Regions from separate parts of the Mus musculus genome. Here all the other regions are linked to region 2. The links are chromatin contacts, called in public Hi-C and promoter capture Hi-C maps. All regions are on one chromosome and are shown on one strand. Each heading gives the region's core, a stretch centred on a gene start, on an enhancer-like site or on the middle of the called end of the contact. The rest is flanking DNA. Distances are from core to core; before and after follow the strand shown.

The links. Promoter capture Hi-C pulls out the DNA fragments that hold promoters and counts their contacts. A called contact is a pair of places that touch in the nucleus more often than the background predicts.
Region 1: a contact with region 2 is called in a promoter capture Hi-C map of pre-B cells. The contact joins the promoter of Med21 here to the promoter of Cmas in region 2. A contact is called at or near these places in 1 of 39 promoter capture datasets (pre-B cells) and 1 of 484 Hi-C or Micro-C datasets (CD4 T cells).
Region 3: a Hi-C map of CD4 T cells shows a contact between it and region 2, with 5 times the contacts expected there. The contact joins the promoter of Klhl42 here to the promoter of Cmas in region 2. A contact is called at or near these places in 1 of 39 promoter capture datasets (pre-B cells) and 1 of 484 Hi-C or Micro-C datasets (CD4 T cells).

Annotation. Positions count from the first base shown.
Region 1 is chr6:146,640,970-146,645,369 of GRCm38.p6, reverse strand. Med21 (mediator complex subunit 21) reads right to left here and starts at 2,791. Exons shown (of 4, transcript NM_025315.3): 1 at 2,718-2,791. The coding sequence starts at 2,759.
Region 2 is chr6:142,754,751-142,758,575 of GRCm38.p6, reverse strand. It overlaps Cmas (cytidine monophospho-N-acetylneuraminic acid synthetase), which reads right to left and starts at 1,890. Exons shown (of 8, transcript NM_009908.2): 1 at 1,550-1,890. The coding sequence starts at 1,803. It overlaps LOC115490443 (a long non-coding RNA gene), which reads right to left and starts at 1,268. Exons shown (of 2, transcript XR_003956544.1): 1 at 1-1,268.
Region 3 is chr6:147,089,071-147,093,045 of GRCm38.p6, reverse strand. It overlaps Klhl42 (kelch-like 42), which reads right to left and starts at 1,971. Exons shown (of 3, transcript NM_001081237.1): 1 at 679-1,971. The coding sequence starts at 1,514.

The DNA of each region.
Region 1 (4,400 bases), core at 1,542-4,041, 3.9 Mb before region 2:
CTATGTAAGGGAGTTTGAGGCCAGTTTGTACTACATGAAAAACAAAAATTTTTTTAAACTGTAAATTATCAGAAATGTATTCTTCAAGATTCAAGTTGTAACCTTGTTGCTTAAATTTGTTTGTTTTTGGGGCATGATGGATCTCAGCATAAGAGAGGCAGAGACAGAGGCACTCAGATCTGTCAGTTTGAGGCCATCCTGGAGTATGTGGACAGTTCTAGGCCAGCCAGAGTTACATAAGATTCTGCCTCAAAAGAAGCAAAACTAAAAAGCATTGCATTTAAGTAATTTGAGAATATAAGTTCACACCATTCACAAACTAAACATATGTTCTCACTAGTCCTAACCCCTGAAGCCTCATTTAGTATTTCCAATCAATAAACATTTCTATTGTTTTGCTGTCATTATTTCAATGTAAAATTCTGAATTGTCATTGAAAAGCTAACCTGGTTGGCTTTCTAAGTTGCAGTGTTCTATTTAGCAGCACTGTCATAAGAAAGAAAAATATAAATGAAGCTTACTCAATACAGCAGCTAGTGTTCTGTCTTGTAAATTCATTCAAGACCCATTATTAATCTGTTCAAAAATATTTATTGAAAAACCAACTCCATGACAAGTACTGTATATATTATAGAAATGAACATGGAGTTTCCAGATGGCAGAACAAATGTTAATATTGCTCTGTGTTCCAATCTACTTTAGCTCTTAAGAGCTGAAAACAATCCACTGTAACTCCCTAGCCACATATGGGGTTTGTTTGCATCATCTAAAAGTCTCTTGAGTTTATGACATCTTTCTAAGCTCCTAGAATAGTTCTTTGTAAACACATTCCCTGTAGACACAGTAGGCATACATATTAACTCAATTATCAGTACTCCTAAGACTATATCGTATCCTTAACATCCTAACTATAGGACCTACATGAATATGCATACTTAGGAGATGAGCTTCTACACAGCATTATTAAGATTTGTAAAACCAAAAAAATTTAAATTAAAACAAGAAAGACTTGTAAAATTACAAAAGTATTTTCTTGGGAGAGGTTGGCTGGCAGCCCAGGGAATCTTTGCAAAACAGAATGTACCTTGGTGACTTCATCAACATTTAAGAGATAGCCCCTCAACTTTAAAACTACTTTATTTACACAGAATAGACTAGTCTTCCCACTAGTAGATACACAATTTCAATGTACTCTCAAAAATGATGAATTACCAAGAAGCCTTGTTATAACATTCCTGTTTAAAAAACACTGTCCAGAGAACTAGGTATTTAGATTTTTTTTTTCAGCAGGCATATACTGTGTAGGCTCTTCTACATCAAACTACAACCAGAATGACACTAAGAGATTTTAATTACCAATGGAAAACTGTTGCACTATTTTTGTTGTTGTTGTTTTGGTTTGGTTTTTTTTTTTCGAGACAGGGTTTCTCTGTGTAGCCCTGGCTCTCCTGGAACTCACTCTGTAGACCAGGTGGCCTTGAATTCAGAAATCCGCCTGCCTCTGCCTCCCAAGTGCTGGGATTACAGGAATTAAAGATGTGGGTCACCATTCCAGGCTCAGTATTTAGTTTTCCATTCATGTACAATTAAGCCAGAATAACAGCCAGAGGCGACAAAGTTAGAGAAGCTAGCAGTTTTCAGGAGCTTTTGTTGTAGATTTTGATTACTGGGCTGTTTTTTTTTTTTGTTTTTAACGCCAATCTGGTCTCCACAGTGTGCAGGTCAGCCAGAGCTACACAGTGAGACCATCTCAAAACAAAACAAAAATCCCTCTTGTGTACATTCACTGTTCTGTGGTACTGTGCTGTAAGAGCTTCACTCCACCTATAAGAGCCTCTTAGGGAAGATCGTAAAGCAGACTTAAACAAATGCAAAGAAACGGAGAGGCCAGGATCTGGCCTCTTCTAGACGTTACTCTCCAACCATTGGTGCTGGAGTCGCCAAGAGCGGAGGGAGGAGTGAAGGCCTACAGAAAGCAAGGCAAGCTCACGCCCTGGTCACTCATACACCAACCTACAAACACTCAACACTTTGTTGTGGTCTTTTGTGTTTTGTTTTCTGAGATGGGCTATCAAACTGGAGCTCAGGCTGGCCCGGAGCTCGCTGCAATCCTCCTGTCTCAGCCTCAGAGGTGGAATCACAGGAGAAATCCGTTTGGCAGGTTGAAATTGAAACGCGAGGGAGGGATACACACAAAAGTGCTTAGGCGTGTGCTGCCCCACAAAGGAAGTTCTAGAAGCATCCCTGGAACTTGAGTACTCGCTTCCTGGCTACCTGGCCGCAGACCTTGAGTCTCCTCAGGAGAGGCCGTCGTCGGGTCCCCTCCTTATTAGCGGCCACTCGTTCCCTTCCTCAAGTTCGCACCTCACCAGAGGCCCCGGGTCCCATGGCTCTCAGGAGAGACTGGCAGGTCCCACATCCTCTCAGGAGAGACCCCCGGGTCCCACCTCCCTTAGGAGAGACTGGCGGCTCCGACCTCCCCTCAGGACAGGCCCCCGGGTCCCGCCTCCCCTCAGGACAAGCCGCCCGGCCCGGTCTCCCCTCAGGACAGGCCCGTCTCCTCAGACCCCGCCCTGTGGACTACGTGAGACCCAGGCCTCACGGGGTGCGCCGCCCGCGGCGACCTCAATCTGCGCGCTCCCCGGGGCCTTGCCTCGCCCCTTCCTCCTCTCTCCGCGTCAGGAAAGCAAGGCTGGCGAGCAGAGGAAAGCCCTCACCGAGTTCACAGCGTCCTGCAGCTGAGTGAGTCTATCCGCCATGTTCACCACGCACGCAAGGGTGCGCAAAAGCTGCTAGAGCGCGAGCGATTGGCCAATTTATGACGCCTCCGGACCAATCACAGGCCTTCCTCCTTGAGGGGCGTGGTTAAGGAAGCATGCTGCCGGGGAGGGGCGGGGCCAGCCTGCGGGCCTGCTGACGTCAGGCGGGTGGGATCCAGGGCTGGTGTGGGGGAGGAGGGACGCGTGCAGGCTGAGCTGCTACGGGTTCGCGTTTACGCTGGACCGAGCCTGTGAAGGGAAGGTGCTTCCTCCATTCTGTCTGTTAGCTCTGACGAGGCTATGCCTCACGGTGTAGTCCTGGCTGGCCTGGAATGTGTTTTGTTTGTGAGGGGTTTTGTTTTTGTTCGTTCGTTTCTTTGTTTTGTTTATCTGGAACACTTGTTTTCCTTTGCTTTTACTTTGCAGGTATACCACAAAGCATACTCGCAGCCCGCCATTCACAACATTTAAATTCGAGAAATTAACATTCTCCAGGAAATCAAAATGGCTAGAAAAGGGTGGCTAATTAGTTTGGGGCAGGAGGTGCTTACCCAACTGGAGACTAGATTAGTGCTTTAATTCTGAGTGGGAGTGCCTGGGGGAAATGGAAAGCATTAAACAGCTCTGTGATGAGGAACGGGTGATAAGTAAAGTGAAAAGGAGGAAGAAGAGCATTTGAAGGTAGGAGGTGCAAACTCTGTAGACCAGGCTGGCCTCGAACGCAGAAATCTGCCTGCCTCTGCCTTCCAAGTGCTGGGATTAAAGGTGTGCGCCACCACGCCCGGTCTAGGCAGGTTCGATCTTAAGAAAGATCAGCTTCAGAATGTAAATTTAGAACTGGGGCTTCCTGACAGTTTTCCGTGTGAAGGGTGATAGCAGAAAGGTCATTTCTGTTAGCCTGGGGATATTCTGATGGGAAGTGAGTCCTGAATCTGCAAATACCTGGTTTGTGGAACTCAGACAAACTGTTTATCATAGTTTCCAAGATGATCATTTCTGGAGTTGGAGGTGGGTGGGTATGTGAGCCTGTTTTTTGTTGCTACAACTGAATAGCACAGACAAGCAATTACAAAGAACGTTTACTCCCTACAGTGTTCTGGAGGCTGGGAAGTCCACTATCAAGGTGGACTGTCATCGTGAGAGAGCCTTCTTGGTGAATCCTAACAGAGGAGGACATAACAGATGAGGAGGTTGGGAGGTATCCACCAGAGAAGACTCCTCAGATGTGGTTTAAGCCAACAGATAGTCATGATTAGCCAGCCATCGACTATACTGGGTATTCAGGATCCCAGCCTTCCTCAGGGTGAACTTTCTAGCACAAAATTCGTATCTTGAGTTGACATGACTCAGTTAACAAAAATAGTTGGGTAGAAGTGTAACTACAGAAACCAAAAAGCAAGGTTAGTACATTTACAGACTTTCCCAGAACTATGGACTTTGATATGGACTTTTATTTTCGTTTTGGCAGGTGGTGCTGCCTACATCCTCAGTTTTATGATACTTCATCGTAGAGTAAGTTGTGCTAAAATCCGGGCCTGTTACAAGGCAGGGCAAGAGAGCACACGTCAATCACATTATAGCCCATCAACATGAATGGGCCCTTAAGGGGACCTGAAGATCCCAGTCACTTTCCAAAGGTCT
Region 2 (3,825 bases), core at 641-3,140:
GCATGAGTGCCTTGGTACATGTGTGGAGGTCAGAGAGCAACCTCAGGCACTGGTCCTCACATGTCACCTTGTTTGTGACAGGGTCTCTCTTTCGTTGTTCACTGGGTACACCAAGCTGACTGTCCCCTGAGTTTCCAGATTCTCCTGTCCTGCTGTAATTGCAGATGCACTAGACTCTCACTTGGATTTTATGTGGGCTCAGGGAATGAGATCTTAGTTCCTCAGACTTACATGGCAAGCATTCTGTCCAGAGCCATCGCCTCTATCAATTACCCTCCCACTCCCCTTAAAAGATTGTATAGTGTGAATATGTCCACGTGAGACCAAGGGCCTGTGGAGACCAGAAAAGGATATCCAATCTCCTGGTGCGGAGTTTCAGGCAGTTGTGAGCTATCCAACAATGGTGCTGAGAGCTGAACTTGGGTCCTTTGGAAAACCAGTACGTGCTCTCAAGCGCCGGGCCATTTCTCCAGTTCTACCAGTACCCTTTCTGAATCCACTCTGAAAGTCATTTCCTGACATGGGACCTGAGAGTCATGAACAATAATTTTGTTCTCAATCTATGGTCAGTATGACTTCAAACTCTTTTCCCTTCATAGATGTTACTTTGTCCCTGTGGCCTATACATAATTAACTTCTCACTCCTTTGCAGTCTGCATTCTGAGAGGTTTAAAAACACAAAACCAAACAAAAACCAATCGAGAGCTCCGTAAGGGATAGAACTGTGCACGGACCGTCTTGCTATCTCCTTGCGTGTGTATGGAAAAAAGTGGGGCTCAAGAAATGTTTACTGAGCTGAACCAAATTCACGATACTCCCCTATCTCTCCTCAGCACACTTCCTATTACGTGTTATTTTCAGAAGCCAGCTGTTTCTTTAGCTCCACCCAGAGCTTCCTTTGAGTCAAAACACAAAGAAAACTCATACATTTATATCTTTTGCTATCCCATCTTTAAACAATGTCAGTTGGGTGAAAAAAAAAATCTGCCTTCATAATATGGGGAAATCAATAGCCTTCTGAATCAATCATCTTAAAAGCCAAATCATCAAAAGGTAGCAATAAATTCAAGCAGAATTTGGATGCAGCTAGCACGGGCATTTAAATTCCTTGTTGGCAAAGGATTTTTATCTCCCTCCTTTGATGAATGGCATCAACTTGTAACTCCTGATCAATCCGGTGGAGGCCGAGAGGATGCAGAGATAAAAACTGCCTTTAGTGAGGCCAAAGTTCAAGAGGTAGGCTAAACCCATTCACACCCATAAAACAGTCATACCTCGTACACACGTAGGGACCATTTCCTCTTTGTGCTGACTCACAGCCTCACAGCCAGAGAATATTTTTTTCTCAAAGGTGAGGGAAGACTCTCTAAGCTGGGGAGCCCCAACTCGACTCCATTCATGCACCTGCTGCCTCCCGGGCCTTGCAGCACCCGGCAGTCTGCGCAGCCCAGAGGTGACAGGCGCCCATCAAGCAGGGGCGACCCAGGGTCAGGCCTGGGGACCCCGACCCCCGACCCCCGACCCGGGCCCGGCTCCCGCACATGCGCACCTCTGGAAGACCCCCGCATCCAGGGCGGCGCGCAGGACCCAGCCAATGAGCGGAACCCCCGCCAGGCGCTTGATGTTCTTCAGTGGGATGCCTTTGCTGCCGCCGCGGGCCAGCACCAGCGCTGCCAGGTGCGGCGGCTTCTCTAGGCCGCGCCCCGCGCCCCGGCTGCGCTGCAGCTTCGGGGGCCGGCCCCGGGACGGCCGTCCACGCGGGGCGGGCCCCGACGTGGCGGCCCCCTTCTCCAGCGCGTCCATCTTCCTCCCACGCCGCCGCTCCAACGTCTCCACATCCGGGAGCTCGGCCCCGCCGACTCCACTCGGTACCGCCCGCCTGCTGTGGCAGCTGTAGGCCACGCCCACGGCTCCGCCAGCCCCGGGGCACGCTGGGAGTTGTAGTTCCCCGCGCCGTCACCCTGCAGTGGGGCCGGCCAGGTGAGCTCAGAGGAGCCTCTAGTTGAATGGCGCTTTGTGCAGTGTTCAATAATGTCTGGAGATTTCTAAAATAAATGAGAATTAGTCCTCCTCCACTCATCTCCTCCTCTCCAGCCTCTTTCCGTTTTCCCATTTCTTCCTCCCCTTACACCTTCCTCCATTTCTTCCTTCTTCCCTTTTTTTTCCCTCTCCAACCACTCCCCATCAACATACTAGGTAACTTCAGGTCATGAGAAGCTGAGTCGGGTTTACTGGGCAACAGCCCCTAGCCATAAAGAATTGCTTAGTCCCAGCCTAATTGTTTCACAAACAATATTTTGGGCTCTCAAACAGTATGAGAGAGAGAGAGAGAGAGAGGGAGAGAGAGAGAGAGAGGCAGACAGAGAGAGAGGCAGAGAGAGGCAGACAGAAAGAGAGACAGAGACAGAGAGAGAGACAGAGAGAGAGAGAGAGACAGAGAGAGAGAGAGACAGAGAGAGACACACAGAGAGAGAGAGAGAGAGAGAGAGAGAGAGAGAGAGAGAGAGAGAGAGAGAGAGAATGTCTGTAAATGGGCTCAACCTGCAACAGCAGAAAGCTTGGGGCCCCTCGCTGTTGCAATAAATCAGTCTCAACCTGTGGGGATCAAGGTCTATCTTCTCTACCTCACTTTTCTTACAGTTATCATCATCCTCTTTTCTTACAGTTATCATCATCCTCTGCTTTGCTCTCTGACTGGAGCTAGCCTTGAACTCACTATATAGTTCAGATTAGCCAGGAACTCATGACATAGCTCAGGGTGGCCTGGAACTTGAGGCAATCTGGCTGAGCTGCCACTCCCAAGGAATGAATGAATGAATGAACTGAAGACCCTCCCCACTTGGAAACTTCTTAGTCCATACTATAGCATGGATCTATTTTATGATTTAATGCTTTTATATTAAACATCAATCTTCCTATGCTCCTGATTCATCTCCCTCTCCAAGAAATTGCCCCATTTTAATGTCCTACAGGTGCCTCGAACTCAACATTTTAAGCCATCGTCCCCCTCCCATGGGCTTGGCATTCCCTGCTAATTCAGCCAACAGTGTTACCTTCTGCTGGTGTGTCAGCTTTATTAATCCCTTCCAGTGTAGTGCACACCTGTTCCCTTCTAAAAAAAAAAAAAAACTTTTAAAAAGTTGTCTGATAAAATATATTCCTTTGAGAACCCACTGCCTCTCCCCAGGTGCGGGTGGGGTGTAAACACACATTCTTTTCATAGTAACAGTGTGTGACAATCTTGGCCCTTGAAATGTCCTATCTTCCTGAACACAGCTACAAGTCTTTCCAGACTCCTGTGAGAACAAAAGATCCTTCTCTTGTTGAGTTTTTGGATGTTAAAAGACTGTGTAAGTCTGAAGCCTGGGAGTAAAGGGGTGGAGAGATTTGGTATTCTGGAAGAGCCAGGGGGTCTACACTCACTCTGAAGAAAGCCAACCCAAGATATACAGAGAGGAGAGACACTGTCCCCTTTCAACCAAGAAGGGAGCTAATATTGACAGTACTGGACACTTTCACCAAGTCCTTTCTAAAGTGGATCCAAGTTGGATTCTACTGTTCTTTGCCTATCAGCCTTAGAGACACAAAGTCTGGAACAGCACTGGGTGGAAACATTGTTGTCATACGGAGCTAATTCAAACTCAAAGCCTGAAGGAGAAGGAGGCTCTTTGTTGATTTAGCCTTGAGCTGAAGACAGCTGCTGGTCCCATTTCCCACAGTGCCAAGTCAGCAGGAGCTACCCTTGTTCCTTTGTCCCCATGTCAGGGACGGGAGGCTGGGAAGAGAGATGCGCTATTTACAAGAAGATCACACTGTTGTTTGTGT
Region 3 (3,975 bases), core at 722-3,221, 4.3 Mb before region 2:
GCGCTAATGTATATATGCATAGGTGTATATGTAGGGTTTATATGTACATGCTAAAGCTACCCACAAGGGACTCAGGCATCCAGACCGGGGAGTCTGAGGCATCCCAGATAGACAACAGACTTGGAGAGACAAGGGTACGCCCATTCTGTAGCTGACCGCTCCAGGCTCAAGTTTTGGGTCAAAGATGATTGCCGTCTTAGAAGGAAATAAGAAACAAAAGTGAGGATGAAAAGAGAAGAGAATCCTCTCTGGCAAATCCCTTACACCATCCTAGGGAGAGGGGATGCACGCTCTCCTACCCAAGTGAGAAGGATCCAAAGTCACTGTCAGCAACAACAAAAATTTCTGAAGCCAGAATTACAAGTTACTGCTAGTGTCTCCGTAATTCGGGTCAGACAAGTTAAAGAAAAGCGAAGGAAAAACAACCGTTATCTTTCCCAATAGCCTTCTCTGCAAGCCGGTCTAAGGCAGAGAAACCATTCTTACCTGGGGCCTGCACCTGAAAGAAGACCACTAGGCTAGCTGACACAGTACTCGTCTTCTTCCTAGCAAGCCCTGGGCTCCCTGGGAACTCCGCCAGAGGCGACAGGCCAGCAGCACTAAGCAAGATGCCATCGCCTCTGGCCAGCAAACACCAGGGCAATGAATGAAGGGTGCAGACACCCCCTTTGCACTTACCGCTTCTGGTTCATGGAGGCCACCTGCAGCCACTCGTTGGTGATGGGATTGTAGGAGTGTGCGGCAGAGATCTCCTGGCTGGTGATCCTGTAACCACCCACGATGAAGAGGTAGTTGTCCAAAATGGCTGAGCCGTAGCCCCTGACGTTCACCAGGTCGGGGGGCAGGTTGTTGGCCAGGGGGAACCAGCGCTCCGTGGTCTCCTCGTACCTAAGCATGGACGGGGGTTCCCCCTGATACGGGTGCGGGGCAAGGGGTCCCCCGAGGAAGTCCCCCAGGGCCACCAGGACCGGGGTCCCGCGCATGCGGGCCTCCCTCAGCCTCTGCTTCAGGCTGCAGTCCCCGGGGGCCTGCGGCGGCGACAACAGTAGCGGGAATTGCGGCTGACACAGCACCTGGTGGAAGCGCAGCACCATGAAGCGCAGGCAGGCGTCCTGCAGGTCGGGCAGTCCGTACACCTGCGCCAGGCGGTACAGCTCCAGGCAGTTGCCCAGACGCACGTGCGACAGCAGCAAGCGCAGAAGCGCCGTGACCTGCAGAAAGGACGCGGCCTCCACCATCTCGGACAGCACACTAGCCTCGGCCAGCTCGTCCTCGCTCAGGCCCCAGCCCTCGCGCGCGCCGCCCGCGTTGATGAAGTCCAGCACCAGCCGCAGGCCCGGAGCGCTCAGGCCGCGCAGCTGCTGCACCTCCGGGCCCACCTCGGGCCGCACGGCCTCGCGCATGCCGGAGCGGTAGAGCGCGCGGAAGTAGTCGCTCTGTTCGATCAGCTTGCTCTTGCTCACCGGGTAGCAGCGGTCTTCCAGGCGGATCTGCACCATCTCCTCGGCCGACATGGCTGGGCCGCTGCGCCCCGCCGCTCGGCCGCTCAGGCTCCTCCCCCGGGCGCACAGCCTCCGCCGAGCCCGGCCTGCGCTCTCGCTTCCTTCCTTCCGCCGCCGCGGGCCGCGGGCCCCGGGCTCAGCCCCGCCGGTGCGTCACACGCCCTCCGAGTAAACGGCCTCTCTGATCTTTAATCCATGTGTCTATGTGGGTTCCTCCGCTACAATGCAGGTGCCAGGAAGCCAAAGGCGGCAGATCACCCTGCAGCCTGAGGTAAGGGCGGTTGTGAGCTGCCCTACGCGGAAACGGAGCTCCTGTCCTCCGCAGCAGGAGTGTGCACTCTTAACCACTGTGCATTTCTCCAGCACGGTGTTGTTAGGAAACAAACAAACGCGTCGGTTCGCGGTGCTCGCCCCCTACGCACAAGTCACCGTACTTGATCTTCTGGTGTTTCCCGCAGCCCCACAGTCCCTGTGTGAGTTTTCCTGGGCCAGTCAGTACTGCGAGGTTTTAGATCCGCGGGGTGGTTCCAGAGTGGACTAACGGATTACTAGGGCTAAGCAATTTATTAGAAGAGTTATTAACTCCATGGACAAGACAGACAGATAGGAAGGCAGGCAGTGGCATGGTTCAAACCCCAGCACCAAGACAGCAGAGTCTCTGAGCAGCAAAAAGGGCAGGTGGGTGGAGAGGATGCGGAGATGGGGATGCGGAGATGAAGATGCGTCAGAGCTGTCCCCTCTGGGTAGCACTTGCCCGCTCTCATCCCTATCTACCCCACCACCACCATCCCATCATAGCTGTTAGGAAAGAACATTTTCCTATGTTCCCTGGCGGGACGCTTGGTTAGAAGGCTGGATCCCAAAGGCTGTAATGAAGCGATAGTGTCTGCCCTGGTACCCATGGTGCCCTGCCTTGCATTCCCCAGCATTACTGTGTCCGTCGGCTGCTTCACAGAGAGAGGGCTGTCGGCCATTATATTCTGCAGAATACACACAAAGGTAAGGAACTATGAAGTACAGAAAACATTCTAGCAGGATCCGGCCTTCCCATGGGAAAGAGACACAACACATGGACCTGAGGCTTGCTATGCCTTACTTTCTTGGATACTCTGAGAAACTTGGAACACAGCCCCGTGATTGACAGGCCTGCAATCATTCCTGGCAGGCTTCCGTTCCCCATCTGTCACTCTCAGTGTTTGGGGTATGAGGAGGGTTTCAGGTGAGGGGCCAAGGATTTAGTAGATTCTACAGCAAGGCAAAATGCCACAGCTACCATTAGACATCAGGCTGGGGGCTTCTGGGAGGGCTGACTTAAAAAAGGCTGGACCTGGATCTGTCTGCGCCTCCATCAGCAAGGCAGGATTCAGTGAGTCACCAGAAGAACAGGCTCTTAGTCTCTGGCTCTTTAGAATCTTTACCAATGGAAGCTTTTGTTTCCAGACCAACTGGTATTCTCTTGCCTTTTAAAACAAACCAGAAAGCCAACCTTTGAGAATGATTCTCATTAGAGAGGCAATTCAACCCTGGTCACATTACCACAGTGAGGTCAGCTGGACTGCAATCTGAAGTGGTACCTGACAATACTGGGCACCGCTCCTGCAAGATTTTAACCCCTGGCCATACGATGGGGCATCTTAAAAGATCCAATAACTTCAGTAAACCACACAGTGTTCTAAAAAGCTGGGCATAAAGACAAATACATATAAACTTCTTTGTTACAAAGTATTTAAGCTATAGTAGTATCAAGGCTTCATGAACACGTTGTTTAATGTCATCATTGAGTGGATGAAGCTGTCATTGATCATTAAACACTGACAATTGGTGCTCAGGGTCACAGCCCTAAGGGGCTCACTGCTGTTGCTTTGCTAAATGGATATGCTATCAAGTTACCTTCTGAATACTTACGTTCATAGCCACAGATCAGTGCTGCTCTCCATCCGCCTTGGCCCAAGAAGTCTCTGTCTGTAGTGGGCAGACAGCTCATCAAAGTGCTGAGAACAAGGGACTGGGTGTTCAGCCCTAACCGGACTTCTATAGCAACCTCTCCCCACAAGCTCAGGGAACTACTTGGAAGAAGGGGCTAAAAGAGCATAAAGGTGGGAGAGTGGGGAGGATTTGCTGTGGAATGTGTGTCTTTTGTACGGGAAGAGGAGATCACACTGGTGAGCTCTCAGAACTATGGTCTGCACTAGATAGCCAACAAGAAGAATGGTCAACATTCCAGCAAGGTTACCAAAAAAAGAAGAAGAAGAAGAAGAAGAAGAAGAAGAAGAAGAAGAAGAAGAAGAAGAAGAAGAGGAGGAGGAGGAGGAGGAGGAGGAGGAGGAGGAGGAGGAGGAGGAGGAGGAGGAGGAGGAGGAGGAGGAGGAGGAGGAGGAGGAGGAGGAGGAGGAAGAGGAGGAAGAAGAAGAGGAAGAGGAAGAGGAAGAGGAAGAAGAAGAAGAAGAAGAAGAAGAAGAAGAAGAAGAAGAAG